Regions from separate parts of the Mus musculus genome. Here regions 2, 3 and 4 are each linked to region 1. A link is a contact called in public HiChIP or PLAC-seq data. All regions are on one chromosome and are shown on one strand. The core of a region is the stretch at or near the end of the contact, and the rest is flanking DNA. Distances in the headings are between cores, read along the strand shown. Region 1 has its middle 25 kb from the start of Gm12974. Region 2 holds the start of Sfn (stratifin). Region 3 holds the start of Pigv (phosphatidylinositol glycan anchor biosynthesis, class V). Region 4 holds the start of Dhdds (dehydrodolichyl diphosphate synthase).

Region 1 (2,613 bases), core at 33-2,532:
AGAAAAAAAAAAAAACCCAAAAGAGGCAGGGCGTGGTGGCGCACACCTTTAATCCCAGCACTCGGGAGGCAGAGGCAGGCAGATTTCTGAGTTCCAGGACAGCCTGGTCTACAAAGTGAGTTCCAGGACAGCCAGAGCTATACAGAGAAACCCTGTCTCAAAAAAAAAAAAAAAAAAAAAAAAAAAAGTGGGGCTGGTGAGATGGCTCAGCGGTTAAGAGCACACACACACACACACACACACACACACACACACAAAAAAAGAAAAACAAAAGAAAGAAAGAAATATGGGCAGGGGATGGTGAAATGGCTCAGCAGATAAGAGCACTGACTGCTCCTGAGTTCAAATCCCAGCAACCAAATGGTGGCTCACAACCACCTGTAATGAGATCTGATGCCCTCTTCTGGTGTGTCTGAAGACAGCTACAGTGTACTTATGTATAATAATAAATAAATCTAAAAAAAAAAAAAAAAGAAGAAGAAAGAAAGAAAGATGGGCAGTCGTGGTTTAATGTTCAGCTCCGGGTACCGGTCAGCAGACCTTGGTAAATACTCAACCTCTTTGCCTTGCCGTCTACCGACACTTTTCTTGTTTGTTTTGTTTTGTTTTTCCAGACAGGGTTTCACTATATAGTTCTGAGTTCTGACTATCCTGGAACTCTCTCTGGCCTTGAACTCTGAGATCCATCTGCCTGTAACTTCCAAGTACTGAGATTAAGGGTGTATGCCACTGCCGGGGGTGGGCAATGGTGGGGTGGGGGTGGGGTGGGGTGAAAGGAGTAGGAAATGTGGGGGTGGGAGGGTGTGGGGTGGGAGGAGCAGGCGTGCTGGGGAGGCAGAGGCAAGCAGATCTCTGTGAGTTCCAGGCCACAGGGTCTAAAAAGCTAATCCAGGACAGCCAGTGTTGTGTTACACAAAGAAACCCTGTCTTGAAAAGCCACCAACTCTCTGAGAGTTCGTATCTTTAAACATGAATTCAGAGTGGCCCTTGGTTTGTGGTGCTGTTGTTGTTTTGGGGGTTTGGTTTGAGTTTTATACAGGTGACACAAAGATGGCAGAGAAGTAGCTCAGGCTAACACATAGCCACGGGCCCCTCCCTCCCTCCCAGATCACAGGCTCCAGCCTCCTAGGTCAGGACCTCTCCTCATTCTCTTTTTGGGGAAACAAAACTAAAGCCATTTGTAAAACCTGGAGAGGAGGGGGCCTCGGTAAAGTCTTTCACAAGGCCTTCGCTCCCCCCTTCCTGCCCCCAAACCGCTCTCCGAGCTCTAGCTCCTCTGTGTGACTCAACCTGAGACTGCTTTTTATAAGTCACTTCCTCTGCCGCTTCTCTGCTGTGGCTCCACACCTGCCCCCGAGGCTGTGGGCGGAGTTGAGAAATCAAGAGGCAGATTACACACGGGTCTGACCTGAGCCTGAAACTTGTATCTGGGAAGGGCCTGTGGCCACTCTCCCCTGGCAGGAAACGCTCCCTGGGGCTGGATTTAGCTGGGTCCAGTCACTCTGACTGTTGCTATGGAGCATTAACTACAGGGCCTCTGCAGGGGCTTCTGAGGGAGGGGCATTCAAGTAGAGACTAACTGTAAAACTTGAGTGGGGGTTGTGTTTTGTTTTGTTTTGTTTTGTTTTGTTTTGTTTTTGTTTGTTTTTTTGAGACAGGGTTTCTCTGTATAGCCCTGGCTGCCCTGGAACTCACTTTGTAGACCAGGTTGGCCTCGAAGTCAGAAATCCACCTGCCTCTGCCTCCCGAGTGCTGGGATTAAAGGCATCCGCCACCACGCCCGGAGAGTTGGGGTTCTTACGCAGTCTTCTGGCCTCTAAACCTCAGATCTTACAGGTAGCTGCAGAGCGTCCTCTGTGGGTCAGGACTGGAATTCCAGCTTCCTGGGAGGCTGAGACAGGAGGATCCAAATTCAATGTTATCTAGAGCAATTTACTGTGACTATCTTAAACTAAAAAGCAAAGATAGGCCTGAGGACATAGCTTAGGGGTATGGTACTTGCTTAGCATAGGTAAGGACCTAGGTTCAATCCCCACTGGGGAAATAGTTGAATGAGAGTTGGGTCAAGGCTCTGGTAGTGACCATGAGCAGAAGAAACGGGAACACAGCACAGAGACTTCCTAACCCAGGCTATGGGTTATCATCCTAATTTGGGAGGTAGAGGCAGGAGGGTCAGGAGTTCCAGGCTGTCCTTGGCTAGGTAATTTGAGATCCTGTTTCTAAACAACACAAACAAATTACCAAACAAAGAAGAATGTCTGCCAGGAGCCATGGCATACAACTTGAATCCCAGCACCCAGGAGACAGAGGCAGGGGGATCTCCATGACTTTGAGGCCAGCCAGATTATAATTTCCTTGTAGATCAGGCTTGCCTTGAACTCACAGAGATCCACCTACCTCTGCAAGGTCATCACATCACAGGACATCTATGCCTGATGAGTTTTCTTCCATTTTCAGGTCTGAAATATACTACCATAGCCCATGCTGACCTTGGATCTGTTATGTAGGTCAGCCTGGCCTCGAACTCACAATTCTCTTGCCTCCTTCTCCTGAGTACTGGAATCACAGGCATGTGTCATCGTGCCCAGGTAAGATCACAGAGTTCTAGCCGGG
Region 2 (2,613 bases), core at 51-2,550, 240 kb after region 1:
TGCCATGAGTTAGGCAAAGCACGCAAGATCTCAGGACAGAAATCCCATCTGCTTCCTGGGAGAACCTGTAAAATTAGCCAGGACCCTGAAGTCTCTCAAGAGCCCCTACTCCGTGGCCCAAGCACATTCCAGCCTGTTCAGGGTTCTGGCCTACAACACCTCTCCCGGAGGCAAGGCGAGTGCTCAGACACTGTGAGGAGACAGGCAAGGTTGTGCAATAGTCCTGCTTCAAGGGTTAGACTGGCTGGGTCCTAGGAAGAAACTTCTTTAGAAGGAACCACGGAGTCCCATCTAAACTTGAAGAATGTGGTGGGGCACATAAGCAGGAACACACCCTCAGTGCCCATTCTTATCATGGGCCTTGAAAATAGGGCCCAACCAATCAGGGATGGAAGATTGGGAACAAAGTGATCTCCATCTCCAAGGAGACTTCTCTCAGGGGTCAGAGGCAGAGTCTTGAAGGGACTTGAGAACCTCTGGGAGCCAAGTGAGGGATCATACTGGGCTGGAATCACACACTGCGCCATAAAACAAAATGGAATGTGCCATTCCCAGCTCCTTTCCCTCAGCCCTGTCTTCCTCCCCAGGTTGATAGCGTCCCCCCTGGGGGACCAAACTGGACTGAGCACCCAGGTGGCCTGCTTCCCAGCCTCTGACAGAGGTAATCTGAGTCAGGCAGGGGAGTGGGACAGTCAAAGAGTTAGGCCCCCACCCTCTGGGAACCCTGCCGATACATGACGACAGGCAGCTTGGAAGGGACGGGTGACCCGATGTGGAGAACCAGAGAGTAAAGTCTCAGACAAGTGTCAACAGGCCACCAACTTGAAAGGGAAAATTGTGCTGTAAGGGGGAAGGTGTCCAACAAACATATTGGGTGACTAATTACAAAGGCTGGGCTGGAGCGTCAGAGGCCGCTCGTTAAACACTTCATTAAGTGGCACCCTGAGATGCCACCTGCGCATCTGGGGTGTTCATAGGGCATCTTGAGGGAGAACAAGGACCAAGGGATGGAGCTATCTTCAGGCCGGCTCAGCTAATGGCCCCCAAAGAGAGCCAAGAGGAAGAGGGGACACGGAGGGGGAGGGGTTTAAGGGAGCTGGCAGCTTGTGACCTCAAACTGGTTTGGTTCACCCCTGAGACTTGATAGTTCTACCTCTACAGTCCTACAGAGCCAATTCGGGGGTTGGGGGTAGTTGCATCAGATCATGGATGCGCAAGTTTGGGGGAAACTGTACAGCCCTACCTATACATGAGTTCTCACCTGAACTGTCCCAGCTCCCTGGGCTCTGCCTGGGCTAAAGCAGCTCGGTGGCTGAAGCCTGGAAGATCACCCTGAAAGACAATCTGATTTGGTAATCCAAGACGCTCCTGCAATGCAGCCAGCCCTGAACTGCAGGGGGCAGTCTGGAGCCGAAAGGTGCCTTTGCAGGTGGGACCTGCGGCCAGGTTTCTCCTGCTGACTGTCCTGGTGACTCACAGCCCCCTCCCGTCCCAGCCCTTTTACCTTAAAGGTAGAGCCGGAAAGGGTGTGGCGAAGACTAGGAGGAGGCAGGGCCCAGGCCCGCTCAGACCACGCCCAACTCTTCTCAGGGCCATGCCACCCCAGCCAAAAGGCAGAGCCAGAGCAAGGGAGCCGCAGAACCCAGCGTTACTCTCGAGACAGCCAGTTCGCCCGTCTGTCTGTCCATCCTCGCAGTCATGGAGAGAGCCAGTCTGATCCAGAAGGCCAAGTTGGCTGAACAGGCCGAACGGTATGAAGACATGGCAGCTTTCATGAAGAGCGCCGTGGAAAAGGGCGAGGAGCTCTCCTGCGAGGAGCGAAACCTGCTTTCCGTAGCTTACAAGAACGTGGTGGGCGGCCAGAGAGCGGCCTGGAGGGTCCTGTCCAGCATCGAGCAGAAGAGCAACGAGGAGGGGTCAGAAGAGAAGGGCCCCGAGGTGAAAGAGTACCGGGAGAAGGTAGAGACCGAGCTCAGAGGTGTGTGCGACACCGTACTCGGCCTGCTGGACTCGCACCTCATCAAAGGGGCTGGAGATGCAGAGAGCCGCGTCTTCTACCTGAAGATGAAGGGTGACTACTACCGCTACCTAGCCGAGGTGGCCACTGGCGATGACAAGAAGCGCATCATCGATTCTGCCCGGTCAGCCTACCAGGAGGCCATGGACATCAGCAAGAAGGAGATGCCGCCTACCAACCCCATCCGCCTGGGCCTGGCCCTGAACTTTTCAGTCTTCCACTACGAGATAGCCAACAGCCCCGAGGAGGCCATCTCGCTGGCCAAGACCACCTTCGACGAGGCCATGGCCGACCTGCACACCCTCAGTGAGGACTCCTACAAGGACAGCACCCTCATCATGCAGCTCCTGAGAGACAACCTGACGCTGTGGACAGCCGACAGTGCTGGGGAAGAGGGTGGTGAGGCTCCGGAGGAGCCCCAGAGCTGAAGCAGCCGACAACCACCCCGGCTCGCCTTGCCCTCCAGTCCCCAGCCTGCAGAGAGGACTAAAACGGAGTGGGACTCTGCCCTTCCCAAACCCTGAATGTTCAGCCACACCTTGGAAGGCTCCTTTGAAGGGGGCGCAGCCAAGCTGAAGCCACCAGGGCAGGGAATC
Region 3 (2,613 bases), core at 36-2,535, 170 kb after region 1:
CCCCTGTGAATTCACGAAGCAAGGATGGTTTCTTTAAGGTCAGGGTGCTGCGAAGACTGTAAGAAAGTCAAGTCACAACCTCGGGCCCTAGTCACAAGTGTGCCTAGAGAGGCACTGACATTTCACTCACAGGACTGGCAACAAATGCTTTCGGGGGGCGGGGGGGGGAGGAAAAATGACTTTGGAAACTCCTGTTTTCTCTTTACCAGTCATTAAATTATACATTATCCACCTTACACGCAAACATCCAAGGGGCAGTTGACATCCCAGGGCCTGAGATGATAGACAGACACAGCTTCTGGCCCCCACCGAACTGATGAAGGCTAGTTTTTTTTGTTTTTTTTGTTTTTTTTTTTTGCTTGGAGAGATAGAGACCCATCTCTTTGTTCCCACCCACATTTGTGGCTGTTGCAGAAGATAAACCCCTCCCTCAGCCAGGGCTGTGGCCAGAGGTTAACCTAGACCCAAGCTACGTTTGAGAGGACAGATAACTGAAACCACACAAGGCTTTGGAATCCTGAGAAACGAGAAATCTACCAACGGAGAAGGATTTACTATCTGTTTCCTCTAAGGCGGGTGCAAAGTTGTTCTAACAGTTTCCGTTAGTTACAGGGGTACCAACTGGCCGCTCCTCCCCAACAGGCGGTTTTGTTCAATTAGCTTCCTTTTTTTTTTTTTTTTTTTTTTTCTTTTTCTTTTTTTTGGCGCCAGTTCCTGCGACAGAAACTGCTTGAGGGAGAATCCTCGGGGGTGTTCTCTGAGGTTTCCTTCCTCGTCCCATACAGTCATCTGAGGTGGGACAGAGGACTGTCGCAGGGCAGAGGTCCTTCATTGCCAGGAGGGGAAAGGCAGGGGGAATTCCCCTACTTTCTTCTCATCCAGTTGCAGGGTACCGCTGCTTGCCACAAAAACCCCAAGAAGGCTTTCTTTTGCCTATTCATATTGTCTATCGTGTGCCAGGTCCTGTGCTGAGCTGGGGTGGCGGAACACCGAGAGAACGCGTGGCTCTGGGGCAGCGCCCGGGTCCAGCCTCGGCTCACACCGGGAAGTCAGAGGCTGCTCACGGCAGGGGACTGGGGTGAGAGCCCCGACCCGGGAGCGCAGCGCCCGCGCACAAACTGCTGGCGAGTCAAGAGGCCTACTCCTCAGGTGTCACCACGCCGGGAAGGTGCGACTCACCGCCGCCGCCTCGGCCCCCGCCCTAGCTGGGGTCAACATGGCCGCCGAGGAGGGGGGCGGGGCGCTCCGAGTCCGGGCAGGAGCGGGGCGGGGCCGCCGTCGGCCGAGCCGGCGCGCAGGCGCGGCACGGACGGGACCCGGATGGAGGCGCTGAAGTTGGAGCTCCGCGGGGGTGGTCTGGACGCGCGGGCGCGGAGGATCCGGCGCCAGCTCTGCAACTCTGGAGTCCTCCGGGGAGGGAAGCTGTCAAACGCAGGCCGAGAGAAATTAGGCGGAGGCTGTAGAGAAGCGAGGAGCCCCGCCCCTCCGCCATAGCAGCCTCCGGCGCCGCCTCTTCCTTTGCAGCCTCCGGCCCTCGTCTGCTTCCGGCCCCGTTGCCTGGCCCGGCCCCGCGATTCCCCCGGGACGAAGCCCTGGGCCGTGGCTCCCTTGGGGTGAGGGTCACTGTCCCGTCCTGGGTAGGAACTGTGTCCGAAAAGAGCAGGCTGGAACGGGCTCCCAGTATGGCAGGGCTTAGCAGAAGGAGGCGGCTCGCTCCACGTTGCCTCTGGGTCATAACGCAGCACCCATTTGAGAGTATTAGCCTTCCGCAGAAAATCCAGGACTCCAGTTCAACAGATCTTTCCCAGTTAGGGCCCATCACCATAAGCTTCCAGCAACAACATGTGCTACAGTTGGAGAAAGTTCTGGGCTAAGCCTTGGATGTCCTGGCTGGACAAGGAATGCATACCCTTTGTTTATGGCAAAAAGCTCTCCTGACTGTGGACATAGGTTTTAGAAAGCAGTGCGTGAGGAGCTTTAAGTGGTGGGCGTGTCACTTGGCTCCAGTGAGCCTCAGTTTTCACATCCATAAAATGGCGATGGTAATTACACAGTCTTACTGGTGTCTAATGAGATCTCTGGAGCCTATTTCACGGGTAAATTAAAGAAAAATGAAACTGGTTGGTTCTAAGCATCCGGCCAGTTAAGAGTCTGATTTGGCAAGGGGCTTCTTTCAAAGGGGTGTTGGCAAAATAGCTAGAGAGATAATTGACTGTCTTGATTTTACTTTGTTTAACTTGAGTGTGGGTTGCATCTCCTGTGGCCACTGATGCCAGAGTTTGAAAGAGGGAAGGACTGAGAATCAAGATGCAGAGGTGGATTCAGTACTTTTCCTCTCTCTGCCTCCTTTGTGCGTGCGGATTGGAGGCCAGGGAAAAGAGAGGGAGGGAGGGAGAGATTGATTGAGTTTGAGTTGGGTGTCCATGTTTCTGTCATTTATTTGGGTTTAGTGAATCCAGTGTTGGAGATATCGTGGGTAGTCAGAAAATGCTGTTTCCTGCGGCTTAACTTTAAACTGAATTGTCCTAAATAAACCGACATGGAGTTGGGAGGTGAGGGGGCCTCCTTTTCTCCCGGTCTCCTGGTGATGAAGTAAGCAGCAGGCGCCCCCTC
Region 4 (2,613 bases), core at 71-2,570, 160 kb before region 1:
TGTTCTGTTAGGTATCTAAAAGTCCTTCAGACTAGCTATACAGCTAATGCTTTTGAGTTCTTGCTTGACCCCCAAAGCTCTCCACAAGTGGCTTATGGTGTTTTGTTGTATGTTTAAGATTGTTTCTATTTTTGTTTAGTTTTGAGGTTGAGTTTTCCTGTGTAGGCCACGCTAGCCTCAAACGCCCTAGGTGACCTAAACTGCTGATTGCCCTGCATTCGCTGCCACCATGCTTTTTTATACTGGGCTGGAAACTGAACCCAGGGCTTCTAGCCTGCTAGGCAAGAACTCTACCACTAGGGCTCTATTCCCAAATGCTACGGATTGTGGTTTTGGAAGTCCTAAGAGTAAAGCTCTTTCTGACTTGTCCTCCTAAGTTCATTAACGTGGGTCTTCGGAATCTGCAAATTATAAAGTTGCTTTGCATCGCTCCCCAAAAGTGACCAGCGCAAGAAACCCTTCTGATGCGTTAGCAGCATTAAAAGGCGACAAGTAAAAAAACACGTCAGAATTTTTTGAGGAGACAGTATCCCCTAGATCAGGGTGACTAAATTTACTACGTAGCAGAAAAGACATTAACTAATTCAAATGGCCTCAGCCTTGAGTGCTGAGTTCAGTGACGACGTGCCATCAGTTTCGGCTAAAAGAACACTTTTAAGACAATTTTGTTTTTTTAAAGATTAATTTTATGTATGTGAGTACACTGTCGCTGTCTTAAGACACATCGGAAGAGGGCATCAGATCCCATTACAGATGGTTGTGAGCCACCATGTAGTTGCTGGGAATTGAACTCAGGACCTCTGGAAGAGCAGTCGGTACTCTTAAACTCTGAGCCACCTCTCCAGCCCAAGACAAATTTTTAAATAAACGCAGTTCACTTCCATGGTTTACGTCCATATCCCCAGCAGTTGGGGAGACTGAGGTAGGAGGACTGTCAAAATACGACATTACCGTGTCTCCCATAATATAAGCACTGCGATCATCCATAGAGAAACTCAATTTTGAGGTGGAGCAACCGCATCCTCTCTCCCTAACAAACTGCCACAACACCTGAGACCACGCAAATGCGTGGGCCGAACACATCTCGATCCCTCAGGCTCAACTCGCCTAACGTGCAGGGCTTGCAATAGGAGACCCAAGAGGTAGGAGTATCGGCTCACGTGACCTCGGCCTCCCAGGCGCTGTTTCCACGCCCCGCGAGAGCGGCCACCAATAGCCAACTCGCAAGAACTCGCACCGCTCCGCCCCCGAGTACGCAGGGGCGGCCCCGCCCACCACGGACGGAGGAGGCGGAGCCAATCACGTAGAGGTGACGTGTTCTTTCAGCGCCAAGTCGTAAGTCGCCCGGGAGTGGTGGAAAAGCGCCTTCTCCTGCGTCCTAGGTGGGGAGTAAACACAGAGACCCAGAGGAGGGGAAGCTGGATGTGGAGTTAGCTGCGGGAAACACTAAAGTCCAGCCGGGAGAGTGACCATTGAGGTAACAGATGCGGCATCCAAGGAGGGTAGTGATTGGTTAGCTTAGAGTGAGCAATGGTTTGCGGGGCAATAGAGAAGGAAGTTGTGGGGATTGACCAAGCAAGATGTAGGTACCATGATGTGGCAGGATATTTGGAAGAAATCAGTGCACGTAAGGATAAGAAAGTGGGAACTACCTTGCTCCAAAGGTCTCCCGTTGGCTTGTAGAGGCCTGAGCGGATTAGAACAGTCTCTGGATTCAGACGCGTGTTGCCTGCCACAGTCCAGCAGAGTCTCTTTAGTCAGTTTTATTGCAAGCAAGGATGACTTCTCTCTCTTTTCATTTATTCAAGGTTATCTGGCTGTTTTTTGTTGTTGTTGTTGTTCTTGTGTGATTTCTGACATAGCAAGAACTATGTCATGGATCAAAGAAGGAGAGCTGTCACTGTGGGAACGGTTCTGTGCTAACATCATAAAGGTGAGCAGTACCCCGGGGGAAAAGTTGACCTTTTGGATAGTTGAGTAGTTCATTATTAAATTGTAGCAATCCCAATGAAGTAGAATTTAGTAAAGAGAGAATCTTGAAATTATAATGTAGTTTGAAGGGCTGCATTTCTAGTATTTATTGTACTGTGTGACTTTTTTTTTTTTTTAAGGCCAATCAGGGTCTCTTAATATCATTAGATCACATAGACTGTTAGATTTTCCTTCTGGAAAACTGAATTGTGCCGTTGAGAGTGTCAAAAGAGCTCACTGGTCAGGTGCTTTCTTGGTATTCACAAGACTCTGAGTTTGAAAAAGGAAGAGAGACTGTGACTCTGAATGGGAGGGAACAGAAATTTGTCTCACTAGAGTTGTAGTTCTCAACCTGTGGGTCCCAACCCCTTCAGAGGTTGAACAACCCTTTCACAGGGTCGGATATCAGGTATCTGACATTACGATTTCCGATAGTACCAGAATGGCAGTTATAAAGTAGCAGTGCAAATACTCTCATGGTTGAAGTCAGCACCTGAGGCGCTATATCCCAGGCTCACAGCATAAGGACAGCTGAGAACCACTGCCCCAGCGTTTCCATCGGTTTCTCCTTGCAGTGTCTTCTGAGTTAATGGTTCTTTGATGGTTAAAACTTTAACCATCTGCTCTAGAGACAGACATCCG

What was found. HiChIP or PLAC-seq counts read pairs in DNA pulled down with a chosen protein or histone mark.
Region 2: an H3K27ac HiChIP or PLAC-seq map of embryonic stem cells shows a contact between it and region 1, with 33 read pairs. The contact joins the promoter of Sfn here to the enhancer-like site in region 1. A contact is called at or near these places in 7 of 39 promoter capture datasets (the 3T3-L1 cell line, the C10 cell line, embryonic stem cells and 3 more), 9 of 15 datasets of contacts at CTCF or cohesin (the NIH/3T3 cell line, embryonic stem cells, large pre-B cells and 3 more), 155 of 484 Hi-C or Micro-C datasets (the 63-12 cell line, the AML12 cell line, B cells and 90 more), 38 of 115 datasets of contacts at active chromatin or transcription factors (the 230-238 cell line, CD8 T cells, the HPC-7 cell line and 24 more) and 5 of 9 other capture datasets (adipose tissue, embryonic stem cells, liver and 2 more).
Region 3: an H3K27ac HiChIP or PLAC-seq map of embryonic stem cells shows a contact between it and region 1, with 18 read pairs. The contact joins the promoter of Pigv here to the enhancer-like site in region 1. A contact is called at or near these places in 22 of 39 promoter capture datasets (the 3T3-L1 cell line, 3T3-L1-derived adipocytes, the C10 cell line and 15 more), 7 of 15 datasets of contacts at CTCF or cohesin (CD8 T cells, the NIH/3T3 cell line, embryonic stem cells and 2 more), 122 of 484 Hi-C or Micro-C datasets (the AML12 cell line, the AtT-20 cell line, B cells and 73 more), 48 of 115 datasets of contacts at active chromatin or transcription factors (the 230-238 cell line, CD8 T cells, the HPC-7 cell line and 30 more) and 3 of 9 other capture datasets (adipose tissue, liver and pancreatic islet).
Region 4: an HNF4G HiChIP or PLAC-seq map of pancreatic cancer cells shows a contact between it and region 1. The contact joins the promoter of Dhdds here to the enhancer-like site in region 1. A contact is called at or near these places in 3 of 115 datasets of contacts at active chromatin or transcription factors (bone marrow-derived macrophages, embryonic stem cells and pancreatic cancer cells) and 3 of 9 other capture datasets (adipose tissue, liver and pancreatic islet).

Annotation. Positions count from the first base shown.
Region 1 is chr4:133,839,955-133,842,567 of GRCm38.p6, reverse strand. No RefSeq gene overlaps it. Among named protein-coding and RNA genes, the nearest start is that of Gm12974, 25 kb to the right of the region's middle. Within about 2 kb of position 1,282, at least 180 of the 459 cell types and tissues checked have an H3K27ac peak or open chromatin away from gene starts, as enhancers often do. A contact at or near this core is called in the 230-238 cell line, the 63-12 cell line, the AtT-20 cell line and 47 more, where this site is marked.
Region 2 is chr4:133,600,855-133,603,467 of GRCm38.p6, reverse strand. Sfn (stratifin) reads left to right here and starts at 1,300. Exons shown (of 1, transcript NM_018754.2): 1 at 1,300-2,613. The coding sequence starts at 1,699. The coding sequence ends at 2,445.
Region 3 is chr4:133,671,319-133,673,931 of GRCm38.p6, reverse strand. It overlaps Pigv (phosphatidylinositol glycan anchor biosynthesis, class V), which reads left to right and starts at 1,285. Exons shown (of 4, transcript NM_178698.5): 1 at 1,285-1,613.
Region 4 is chr4:133,999,589-134,002,201 of GRCm38.p6, reverse strand. Dhdds (dehydrodolichyl diphosphate synthase) reads left to right here and starts at 1,320. Exons shown (of 9, transcript NM_001362959.1): 1 at 1,320-1,477; 2 at 1,809-1,933. The coding sequence starts at 1,871.